2 separate regions of the Gossypium hirsutum genome follow, and region 2 is linked to region 1. The links are chromatin contacts, called in public Hi-C maps. All regions are on one chromosome and are shown on one strand. Each heading gives the region's core, a stretch centred on a gene start, on an enhancer-like site or on the middle of the called end of the contact. The rest is flanking DNA. Distances are from core to core; before and after follow the strand shown. Region 1 holds the start of LOC107887398 (protein BIG GRAIN 1-like E). Region 2 holds the start of LOC107887379 (truncated transcription factor CAULIFLOWER A-like).

Region 1 (6,490 bases), core at 1,581-4,080:
CAGGTTGGTTGTACTGATCAAAACGGTGATCTACTCATTCAACTGATTTTTATCTATTTTTATTATTTATAATTTATTCAATCGAATTAGTTGAACTGAGAACCGATAGTTTTATTGGCTCACCCATCGGTTCAATTCTAAAAACCTTGAGTTTCGTTGATGATATGTTATAAGTAAAATTATTTATTTATTGTTTGAGTTTTGAAGACAGTGTGAAAAAAGAGAGAAAAAAATTCTCATGTTATTTTAATCAATCTTGAATTTTAAAAATTCCAAATTTTAAAATAGATTTTAAAATCTAAAATTTCAATTTGAGAAAATAGTTTTCATTTCCTATATTTAAAAATTTAAAAAGCCAAATGAAAATAAATCCAAATTTTTTGAAAAATAAAAATAATTCAATTTTAACCGATTTTTAGGTTCTTTATCTTTTTTTTTTCGTTTTATGGTTAAAAATAGTTTGGACTTACTTCTGATTATATGGCACTAGTTTGACGTTTGATTCCCAATATATTCAATTAGTTCTATTGACTAATTCAATTTGATTTTGACAACTTTAATTATTAGTAATTTTTTTTTTGAGAATAACTATAAATGATTAAGTCTTAATTTAATGGTGCCATTATTGTTACAACAAGAAGAATCTAGATTCAAGCTCTTGAACACATATTATTTTTCTATATAAACATTACTATTAAAAAAACGTAAATTTAAGTATACTTAAACACATATTATCTTATCTTTCGATATATTACATTTATCCATGATAGCAAAGGGGAATATTGTACAAATTAGCATGCCGCCATTCATGGTCTCTGACACTTATGGTGGTACCCCAAAAACATTACTATTAGCAATGAATATTTGATTTTATAACCTCTAAAAGGAACTCATTTTTATAAAAAGAATAATAATAATTTTTTTTCCAAGTAACTGTGTATAGACATATAGTTTTATACATCAAACTATATCCACAAGATAATCTCTTAGATAAAGCTGCCATGTGTTTGATGACTCCAATTAAGATTGGGATTGAGTTTGAGAGTATCCATCCCATTGGATACTGGCAATAAGATTTATGGCCAATACAAAGGCATTGCATGCCAGCAGTATAGACTCTGGGATAATTGGGGATCAAAATTCCTTCCACTGTCTTGCATAAAATAAAAGACACAATATTTTGGTTTTTGTGGGGTCTTGCATTGGGCCTTTGTTCCCTCAACAAGGACCTTGGATGGGCTGTAAAGGTAAGATAAAATCGGCTCAAACAGTGTTGGACTAAAGTCCTCGCAATATCTAGACAAAAGGGCTACCTATTCATTAGCTTTACAACTTACATTATTAACTTGGGAAAAAAAATCCCTTCGTTTAGTCTACACTATACAACAAAAGAGCTTTAAAAATGGGGGAAAATAAAAGGCAGTAAGGGTAAGATGAGATGGGACTCACTAAACAAACATGACCAGGCAAGATAACTTTAGGAATGCATGGTGCATAACTAAAGAAAGCTACCCGACATCAAACATGAGTCCATACAAGATATCATGTGAAACTTCGGCCTGAGGGGATGAAGACACTACCCAACTCTTCGCTTATCATAATGGGAGATTTAGAATATGTTTATATTCAAGTTAATGATCATGATTCAATCTTTAACCAAAAACAATTCAATGAATCATATGAATACATGTATAAATCACCATTTATATATTTAAATTCACGTATAAATTCATTAATCATTCATTTAATTTATATAGAAAATTATGTAAATGCACTAAATCGAGTATTTTACTCACAAATTTTAGGTGGCTAAAGTTATCAAAAGGTAAGCCCTACAAGATCGTGCATGGATTTGCTCAAGACAAAGACAGTGAAGAGTCTCCTCTAACTCACAGCCCCAAAGGTTGAGGTTGATTTTGCTGCATTCGTGTTAGAAGAAGGAATTGGAAGGACCACTGCATGTTGATTTTTTTTTCCAACATCATTGAAATGCATAGCCATAAATTGACTAGAGAGAGAGAGAAAGACCCTAGTGATCTAGATGCAACTGTCATGATCATCAAACTCAAAATCTTGGCCTATGGTGGATCTTATAAGTAGATCCATCAAAAGCTGAAAATGTAATATCATGAAAAGCAACGTGCTGCCTTCCGATTCGCCATTTATATCACACGTGAGTCTTGGCTTTGTACATACAACCCACACATGCACATGCTGGATGCCCCCAACAGGATGAAATGAGGATTTTGTTTTAATATACAGGCCAAATTATATATACACTATAATGGATATTCACTGACCCAAGATTTCTATTGGAGTTCACTCCCAATCAATCATAGATAGTAAACTAGTAAATTTTGTTGCTAGCTCGAGCAGCTCGAAGGTTCAATAAGCCCCAAAGCTGCCCCAAAGAGGGGGCAGCCAGATGTTTCTGGGCCATTGTTCAGCCGAAGGTGACTTAGCAAGCCCCTAATAATGAAAGAACTCAGCAGTTTGAAATCGGATTTAACTGAGTTGATATCCAATCTCTTCAAGTGGACTTCTGTAGGAGAAAAGTTGGGATCTGCCAAATTCTATAAACCTGTTAAGGTTGTAATCGTATACAGATAGGGTTAACAAGTTTACAGTTTTCCCCAAGTAGGCGACATGGAACCATAGCCAACAACCACTCAAAAAAGCCAGTTCCCACTAAAATAGAGTACAGTCCCTAGAATCCAAGGAAACACCAATTCTTTGCCCCCCACTATCCAGAACACTAGCTCTGGTTTTCACAGTATGAGAAGGATAAAAAAAAAGAAGCTTGTGTCCCTTCTACCCCACTTCACTTGTATTAAAACTAAAGAACATCAAATGTGGGGTCTCCTTCAAAATCCAAATTCACTCTTCATCATATTATATTATTAGACAGTCCAATTCATTGTTATTACGAACATATTTTAAAGCTATCCCTTCCCACTACTCTCAATTCTTAATCATTTCAAACCCTTTGCCTCTCTATACAATCTCACCACTTCCATCATCCATCTCTCCATTGAAGAAGCCTACCATGTCTGTAACAGGAGTTTCAGACCCTGACAGAATGTTGAAGAAGTCATTCCATCGAAGGAATGACTCCGGTGAGCTCGATGTATTCGAAGCTGCACGGTATTTCTCGGGGTACAATGAAGCATCTAGCTATAACTGTGCGACATTCACTCAGAAAATCATGCGGGAAGAGAGGCAGCCATGGAGGGGAGGCAGGGTCAGCTTGGATGTACCCATGAGGAACCCTCTTCCCCAGCAAGTTCATGTGGTGGACAAGCAAATTAAGGATAAGAAATACAAGCAGCCAAGCTCTCCTGGTGGAAGACTTGCTAGCTTCTTGAACTCTCTTTTCAATCAAACAGGTTCCAAGAAGAAATCAAAATCCACCACACAGTCCATGAAAGGTGAAGAAGAGAGTCCTAGTGGGAGAAGGAAAAGGAGGAGCAGTATTAGCCATTTTCGTAGCTCTAGTACAGCTGAAACGAAGTCGCTTTATTCTGCCTCAAGCTCTGGTTTCAGGACGCCGCCTCTTTATGCACATACTCCTACGAAAAGCTACAGGGAGTTTAGCAGCTATTCGGATCATAGAGAGGTTTTATCTCTGTCCAAGAACAACATTGGACAGACAAAACCAATAGCTTTAGAAAATGCTGCCACTGATGACAAAAGGAATATAACAGAGAAACTGAAGTTCAATAATGGCCACTCAGAGAAACACAAGAACCTCGATGTTTGTCATCAGGAGAAGGGTAGGAATTGTGGTAATCGGTATCCATCAGAGGAGAAAGAAATCAGGACGTTCAATGAGACTGATGATGGTGCAGATAGTGATTCAAGCTCTGATCTGTTCGAGCTGCAAAACTACGATTTAGGCATTTACTCCAGTGGTGGTTTGCCTGTGTATGAAACTACACATATGGACACCATCAAGAGGGGTACACCAATTTCCAATGGTGCCCTATGAGAGGCTGCATCTTCAACTTGTTGATGGCTTCATTTGTTTTCATTGCCATCGGAGGCTTTGATAAAAAAGGAAAAAGAAAAAAGAAATTTGATGTCCTATATTTTGCTTTCTTTGTCCTCATTTAATGCTTTTCCCCCTTTTCTCTGTATGTACAGTTTGAAATGTTTGTTTGTCACTCTTTCATTCTCAATGGAGTAATGCAAAAACGCTAAAAGTCTCCCATTGTAATGTAATTGTTTGCTTAGATTGTGCCATGATTAGTGATTTTCCACTAAATTAATGGAGAAACATCAGAAAAAGTTTCTTTTGACTTTAGGACAAAGAAACAATAAATAGTTTAACAAAATTAATTAGTATTTCCTACTTGCACGTGTGATTCATGCAAGCTTTACCTTTCATGAAAAACAAATATTTATACAGCAGAAGTTGATTAAGTGTTTGCATGCTTGATGATTAAGCCACCTCATACAAAACTAAGGGACAAAGTTAGGGTCCTGTTTCCCTGCCTATATGTGATCCATGTAGAACATTGTTGAGCAAATTCAATGAACTTAATTGTAGGGCTTCCTAGAATTCATCATTCTTGGATGTAGAGCAAGTGTTAGATTGAGGCAATGATGCAAGAACACTGGGTTAAGCTGGTGGGAAAAATTTTCAGCATAGGAGGTAAAAATCGTACGGACGTCTTATCATCCAAATACCCAGTTTCGAACTAAACCCCAAATTATTAAGAGCTTGATTAACATAAGGTTCCGTCCAATCAGACAATCAATAAAAGGCAAGTAACGCTTATACACTAGTATATATTTTCTAGGGAGAACCGGTGAAGAAAAGCTTAAAACTTCGCATTGTCCTATAAGAATTGATTGGAGTAACTGATTTAGAGATGATAGCTAAAGTTTGTGCCAAAATACTTTTGGTTATGTCCAAAAGGGTATCATTTGGAGTACTCAGTTTTTGAATATATAGAAAAAGTTAGAGAGTACCAGCATCAAATACTTATCCTTAAATTTGAGTTACATAATAAGATTGGTTCTAATTTAAGTTTAGAGAATAAATCATTTTCTATGTTCTACCTTCAGACCATCTTGCATTAGCACAGTGTGACAAGTCCGTTGTGACATAATAATAATAGTAATAATAATTTCATAAACAACAACTAATTTCGGAAACTAACATCATTAACAAAGGACAATCTCTTCTAAACGGTCTAGTTAAGCAATTAAAATTAACAAGGTATTTTGTATTTTGCTTTTAACATCAACGGGTGAACTAACCTTATAACAGAATCAAATGATGGATGGCCAAATTTAAAGTTTGCAGCTCTCATCCTCTCTGTGTGAGTACATGCGTGTAAAGTTCAAAAAACAAAATAAAAAATGAAAAGGAATAGGTTTTATATTCGCCTTCCCTCTTAGTGTCTTTTGGATTTAATAATAAAACAAGCATAAAGCAAAATGGATCATGAAACTTATTGATGGACTTTAGAACAAATGATGCATGTATAGCACACCATCATCAATGATGCATGGGGCACCAAAAGGGTCCAGCAGAGCATGTAGCATCGGCATGGATGGACAGTGGAGCCTAGATGGGCCAATACCTGTGAGTTTTCAAACTACATTTGATTTCCATGTTTGATAGAATTTGGAAGAGAACAAAAAATGATAGTCGGTGAAATTTTAAAAGTGAAACTAAAAAAAAAAAAACTATTATGGAGCCGAATATGTTACTTGTATTTGTTAGACTTACCATCATCTAAACATTTATCGATCTAATCTATGTATGACGTGAAGTAGGGGAAATGGGAGTTGCCCAAATGTGATGTGAAAAACATCAACAAGACAGAATCAGACCATATGTCCTGGACAAGAAAGGGACTTGCGTAAAATGGCCATAATTTACTTATGACTATAAGCTCCATTTAATTAATAGGTGAGACCATCTTGGGTTATGAAGCAATTTATCGGGAGAAAGTATGAAGCTCTGTTTAAGCTAGAGCAACAAGACAATAATTCCGGATAAAGAATGAAAGAAGATTGAGATTCAAAGAATTGAGAGTTGCAAGAGAAGCAATTAGAAGCAGAAAGGATGGAGAAATTTTGAGAACAAATTGACTATTCTCATTACATAATTCATCAATATATGATGTACATATATAGTACAATTACATTTTAGGAACAATAAAAATAACATGTGCAAGTGAACAAACATTAAATACAACTTAATGATAAACTAGGACCTGTCTAAAACTGGTAAGTACTTGACCAACTTTATCCAGTCAAAAAGTATCTGTCAAATCATATACAGGTTGCATGTTACAAAAAAAGTATTTCATCTGGATAACATTAGGTACATTCATATGCTGCTGTATTTCATCTGGGTAACGTACATACTGCTATTTGTTGCCACCTTTTAACACTCCTCTTTGGCTACAAGACAGCAGATTCCAACTTCCTTTTTCAAATACTCAAACCTGGTGGCAGCTAACGACTTGGTCAA
Region 2 (6,107 bases), core at 24-2,523, 400 kb before region 1:
TATTCCATATTTATGACTATGCCTTCCAATAATGTCATTTCCAAAGTTTAAACCCAATTAGTAATATTTAGCCATTCCTATGATTTATTTTTAGCTAAGAGAAGGACAAATTTTCTCTTGTTTTGAAAATCTCTGATTTTTTAAAAAGAATTATTACTCATCTTTCTAATTTCAAATTTAAATTTGTTTTAGTTATTCTTTATTTTTTGGCTTAATGATAAATTTGGCCACTAAGGTTTGCATGTTTTTTCAAAATAGTCCTAATTGTATTTTTGAGCTTTTTTTTGCCATTAACCTTTATTTTTTTTCAATATGTTTTTTCTAACAGATTTAATGAATAAATTCAATGTTTCAATATTTTTTTTTCTTTCAAAAGGTTTCAATCTTTCATACGTTTATTTATTGAGAAGTTTTTCTACTGAGTTAAATTTTTTTGGATAATTACGTTTATTTTTTTTAAATTAATAGTTATTTTTAAATTTAATGTATTATTTATTTTATTATTTTCTACATGTAATTATTGTATTAGGTTATCTAAGTAATAAATTACATCTTATTAAAAATATTCTACATATGAAATTTCACATCATCCCTATTAACCGTTAAAACAGTTAAAAAAGGCTAAATTCTAAAAAAAAAAGTTGATGGTCAAAAAAGATTCAAAAATACAATTAAATCTATTTTGACAAAACATATAAATATTAGTGATCAAATTTATCTTTAAACCTTATTTTATAATTAACTATGTAATACATACGTGGTAAAAAAAAATTTGCTTTTCTTATAACATTAATAACCGGGCAAGATATAACGGTTCATATTTGCTTTCTTGAAAGGATAAATAAATTCGTTTATTTTGAAGTAGAGTAAATTATTCTTTAGTCATAATATCTTTTAACGAAATAATTAATGCTATTTCATGCGAATTCAAATCGCTTTAAAATTAGTGGCATTTTTTAAGGGGGATAAAAGAAGTCTGGCATCAGCAGGGAGGTGGATGATGTTTCGAGGGTGAGGGGGTGGGGGTCCCTGTACAGGGTTCTGTACACGGTTTTAGCATCTATAACTATAACCCTTTATAGCGAGAGAACAGTTAGAGTAGCCAATGACTACTCGACAGCTAATTCTTAAAATACCACTTACCTCACTTTCCCTAAAACCACTTCTATTTCTCCGTATTTCCATTCCTATATACATCTCATCTTTCTCAGTCGCATTTACCAAGAGAGGAAACCCCAAGCTGTGAATTTTGGGTGCTTTGCTTTCAAAGAGATGGGGAGAGGTAGGGTTGAATTGAAGAGGATAGAGAACAAGATTAACAGGCAAGTTACTTTCTCCAAAAGGAGAAGTGGGTTGTTCAAGAAAGCTCATGAACTCTCTGTCTTATGCGATGCTGAAGTCGCTTTGATTGTCTTCTCTCATAAATGGAAGCTCTATGAATACTCCACTGATTCCTGGTATTTCTTTTTCTCTTTCTTTAACCTTCAATTTGGTGCAACATCTCATTACTACTTGTAATTCTCCATAAACTTTTGAAGATACATGTTTTCTTACAGGTTTCCTTTGTAAGAGAAAAAAGGAGAGCCTTCTTTTATTTTACTACTTTCCAGGATATTTTGACTCCAAAACAATTAAGTTATTGACTTGTAACATGTGAATTAAGACATAACAGATTCGCCAAAAGGACGCCTTTAAACGTCACAATTATTACATCAGTATTATAACTGTTCCACTATTTCAGGGACGAAATAACAAACGAATAGAAAACTGTTTTGGGGAGTATTGGCTATGTAAGTTAATTCACACATGGGAAAAACAAAAGAAGAGAAATTTGCTCTCTTTTTTTTTTCCTTCTTAGCTTCTAATCTGAAGGTCTAACTTTCTCAATTAGGTACAAATCCAAAACATGTCCTTTTATGTACTAAATTATTACACCAATAAATAATATATATAGTTAGTAAAACAGATGGTTAGAATTATTCATAGTTCATTTATTAAATATGAATCCATAATAAAAACTTTGAAATGAAAAGTACTTGGCTATCGAAAAAGTAAAATCCTGGGAAACTTATGCTTTATGTCCATAATTTTTGGTGAAACTTTTTTATAGAATATTTGTTCTGATAAAATAAAAGTCAATTGTATATGTATATATATATTCCCTAGAAGCTATACTTTTCTCTATCTCTTCTACCTCAGCAGCTCTAAAAACCTAAAAATCCTCTGGCTTTTTTGAACACTATCTAAGAACTATTTTAGCTTGAAAAGGAGCGTTTGAGGGGAGAAAGAGAGGAATCTTTAGATTTTATACTTTAAAATATTGAAGATTCTTTACGGAGGAGAACCGCAACTACTGACTACAAACTTTGATATCCAGAATTATACATTTCGATGGTATATATATTTTAAGTGCTTTAACCAAAAAATACAAAAAAAAGATGGAAAAGAAAAACTATTTATGAATCTTGAATATATTTTGCAATCACCAAAATATTTACTGATAAGTAGAACAGATTTCAAGGTATATGGCTCATAAGTTCTTAAGACTTAGTTCTTGGTGAAATTTTTTTGTAAAACCATGAAAACTAGGAATAATAAACAAACAGAGGTGAGAATTTGTCTACTTTATTTAATATATTCTTTATTTAATTATGGCATCAAAAAGACGTCGGTTTAGGTTTAGGCCTTTAACTAGTATAATAGAGGTACAGAAAGATTACTAGGGAAATGAAAATATTGTACATGATCCTGACTTGTCTATCCTATAACAGCATGGAGAAGATCCTTGAACGCTATGAAAGGCATTATTACGCTGAGAGGCATCTTGTTGCTACTGAGCCTGAATCACAGGTAGACCTTTTTTCACTGTTAGCAATTGAATTTAGACAACAAAAGAGGCTTGGGGTGTACGTGCTTTCGTAGCTTTTAAGTTTTCAAAAGGAATGAGGTGAATTAAACAATTGGCAAAATTGCAAACTTGGCAGGGCGAATGGTCCGTTGAGTATAATAGACTTAAGGCTAAGGTTGAGCTCTTGCAGAAAAATCACAGGTAAATATTTCAAATTAATTGCATTTGCTAAATATCTACATAATGAAAGAGAGATGCTATCCTTCCTTTACACCTACAAGTTCCTTTTAGGGTATTATGTTAAGTCATTAGTTTGATCAGTTTCTTACGTCTCTCCAGGCACTACATGGGAGAAGATTTAGACCCATTGAGTCTCAAGGAGCTGCAGAATTTGGAGCAGCAGCTTGATACCGCTCTTAAACACATTCGAGCCAGAAAAGTATGCTTTAGTTTTTTATTGTCATTTTTTTTCCAATTATAGCATATAGCCACAACTGTTTCTTGTTGTGTTATAGTGATGCGATTGTATCTCTATTGCAGAACCAACTCTTGAATGAGTCAATATCCGAGCTTCAAAGAAAGGTAAAGGCTTTTGAAAACATAATGACTCGTTCATAATCATTGAGAAAAATGAAAACCCTTTTTCATGCGTCATCTCTAATAGTGGTCTATGGCAGGAAAAGGCAATAAAGGAGCAAAACGCAATGCTAGCAAATCAGGTGTGATTTACCCTTATTTCCATGTTCATCATCAATGAATATGTATAGAGTTCCTTCCTACAGCTGGTAAATACTTATTACTTTATAGCCTGTTTTTGCATGTAGATCAAAGAGAGGGAGAAGACAGGTGCACGGCAATCTCAGTGGGGGCAACAAGACAATGGCCTCAACACATCATCCTTCGTGCTGCCACACCCACATCCCTCTTTGAACATTGGGTAACACATCCCTTATCACTCCTGTAATGCTTCATCTAACTATAATCGTTTAGGAAGTAAACTCTTATAAACACAGATTATGACCATTTTTGCGTCCTTTAAAGTACATTTGAATTCTGATATGAACCTTCATTTTGTTTAGTCCATATCCCATTTTTGGAGGGTTTTTCTTTTTTAAAACAATGGCCAGGTTCATTTCTCATGTTTTAAGTATTCGTGACCATTTGTCTCATAGTAGTTGGGGCTTAATACCTTCCGGTTTTTTTACAAAAAAATTATGAAAATAGCATGAGTAAAATGGCATGTTTTCTATAGCTTATTGCAGTATTACATATGGAGTTGATAACGATAAAAATATACCTCAATCATTACATAATTATTAAAACTTATAATAAAATTAATAAAAAAAAAGTTATGTGACACCCCATGTTGTAATATATTTTTATTTATTTTATTATAATTATTTAATTATTGAGGTAAATTTTTATTGGTGTTGTCCATTCCATATGCAACACTACAAAACATGTTATTTTGATAAGTAATTTGTAATTCATTCTATTATTATTATTACTATGTAAAAACCCTAATCTCATGGGACGTTTTTATTTTTAAAAAGAAAAGGTTTGACATTTATGGACGACTCATTTATATAGGATATAGGACCTTGGAATTCGGATAATAGGGTAACTTGTCTCTAAGGTGATTATTAGTATTAGTTAATTATTTCAGTTGTTAGCCAATGAGTTGTATCTTGTCTCTTATAAAGTAGGCGGATGAAGACTGATCAGCTAGGTTGATTTTAGTATTGTCCATAAAGTAGCGATCAGAATAAGAAGCTGTAAGTAAACTAGTTTTTTTACAATGAATGCAGTGGCATATACCAGTAAGAAGCAACAGAAGTTAGGAGGAATGAAGTTAACCTCACTATGGATCTCGACCCTATCTATTCGTGGCATCTCGGATGCTTTGCTGCCTGAAAATTGGCTGAATATAATAACAATGCTTCTCTTCTCGCTATTTATCTAGTTTTGGTTTGGGTCATTATGGACATACATCAAACTGTTACTGCAAGCTTGACCAAAGAGAGAAATTATTTGAAACTCGTGCGTTTAATGGTTCTTTTTAGTATTTAATATATATATGGATGATTAATGTATATGATGAAATATTTTGGAAGGATTATTTTGTTATTAATTAAAAGTTATGTCTTTTAAATATAAAAAATTATGTTAGGTTATTATTAACAAAGAGAAACAATTATTCAAATATATATATCTATTGAATAATTATGTTTATTATTAAAAGATGTGACTATCTATTTGGATAGTTATATTTGTAGGGAGAGACACGAGAATTATTATAAATAGGAAAGAAATACCAAGACAAACCAAAAACTCAAAAACAAAAAATTTCTCTATTCTTTTCCATCTTTTCGTTTTGTCAATACAAAATGTCGTTATTCATTAAATTTTGTTGTATCTTCAAGATTCATTTACTTATAATTATTTTACAGTTGAAAATATAAGTAAAGACAAATAAAGGGCCATTTTATCGAAAAAAAGCCCATTTTCAAAATTATTTATAGAAATGGGCTAACTTTTTGATTATTTATCGGAAAGGGCTGAATTTTGCGAAAATGCGTTCACGTCAACACGATTTCAGGGGATATGCCAGCAAAATGCGTCCTTGGGAGAGCGTTTTTGCCATGTCAGCACAAATCATGCCCTTGTGGACACACTTTGCTGATGTGGCAAAAATGCTTCCCCAGGAACGTGTTTTAGCTTGTGTTTAAATTTTCAAAAAAGGTCATTTTTTAAATATTATAAAAATAGATCAATTTTTTTAAAAATTTACAAGGATAAACCTTAAAAAAGGCTCAAAATAACAACACCATTTTTTTAAGGTATCACCAATTAATATGAAAATAAAACTTACAAAGCAAATCTTTATATAGACCCAAAGTCTCATTTCCCTTGTTTTCTTAAGCAACGTGGGATATGTGATATGTGTATATATAGACTCATGAATAGGTTTGCAACTTATTCCTAAACAATTGTGGGATTCCTTCCTCTTTTAACTAACAACATGAGACTAAATGCTACACTATATTTTATAATTTTTTTACAGAACAATTTTTATTTTTTTATATTTTGTTAACATTTTCTCATATTATAAAATTATCTTTTGAGATATTTAATCTTGTTGCATTTTAGAATTGTTAACATATACAAAAGAACTATTAAAAAAAGAGAACAAATTGCACATATGAAACTTGTACATACAATAATCTTCTATTCAAATTTAAATGTTTGTAGTTAATAT

The links. A called contact is a pair of places that touch in the nucleus more often than the background predicts.
Region 2: a contact with region 1 is called in a Hi-C map of hypocotyl, with 2.6 times the contacts expected there. The contact joins the promoter of LOC107887379 here to the promoter of LOC107887398 in region 1. A contact is called at or near these places in 4 of 34 Hi-C or Micro-C datasets (callus, hypocotyl and leaf).

What each region holds. Positions count from the first base shown.
Region 1 is chrA03:69,652,043-69,658,532 of Gossypium_hirsutum_v2.1, reverse strand. It overlaps LOC107887398 (protein BIG GRAIN 1-like E), which reads left to right and starts at 2,830. Exons shown (of 1, transcript XM_016811625.2): 1 at 2,830-4,202. The coding sequence starts at 3,047. The coding sequence ends at 3,988.
Region 2 is chrA03:70,047,716-70,053,822 of Gossypium_hirsutum_v2.1, reverse strand. LOC107887379 (truncated transcription factor CAULIFLOWER A-like) reads left to right here and starts at 1,273. Exons shown (of 7, transcript NM_001326740.1): 1 at 1,273-1,457; 2 at 2,772-2,850; 3 at 2,985-3,049; 4 at 3,188-3,287; 5 at 3,389-3,430; 6 at 3,526-3,567; 7 at 3,673-3,789. The coding sequence starts at 1,273. The coding sequence ends at 3,789.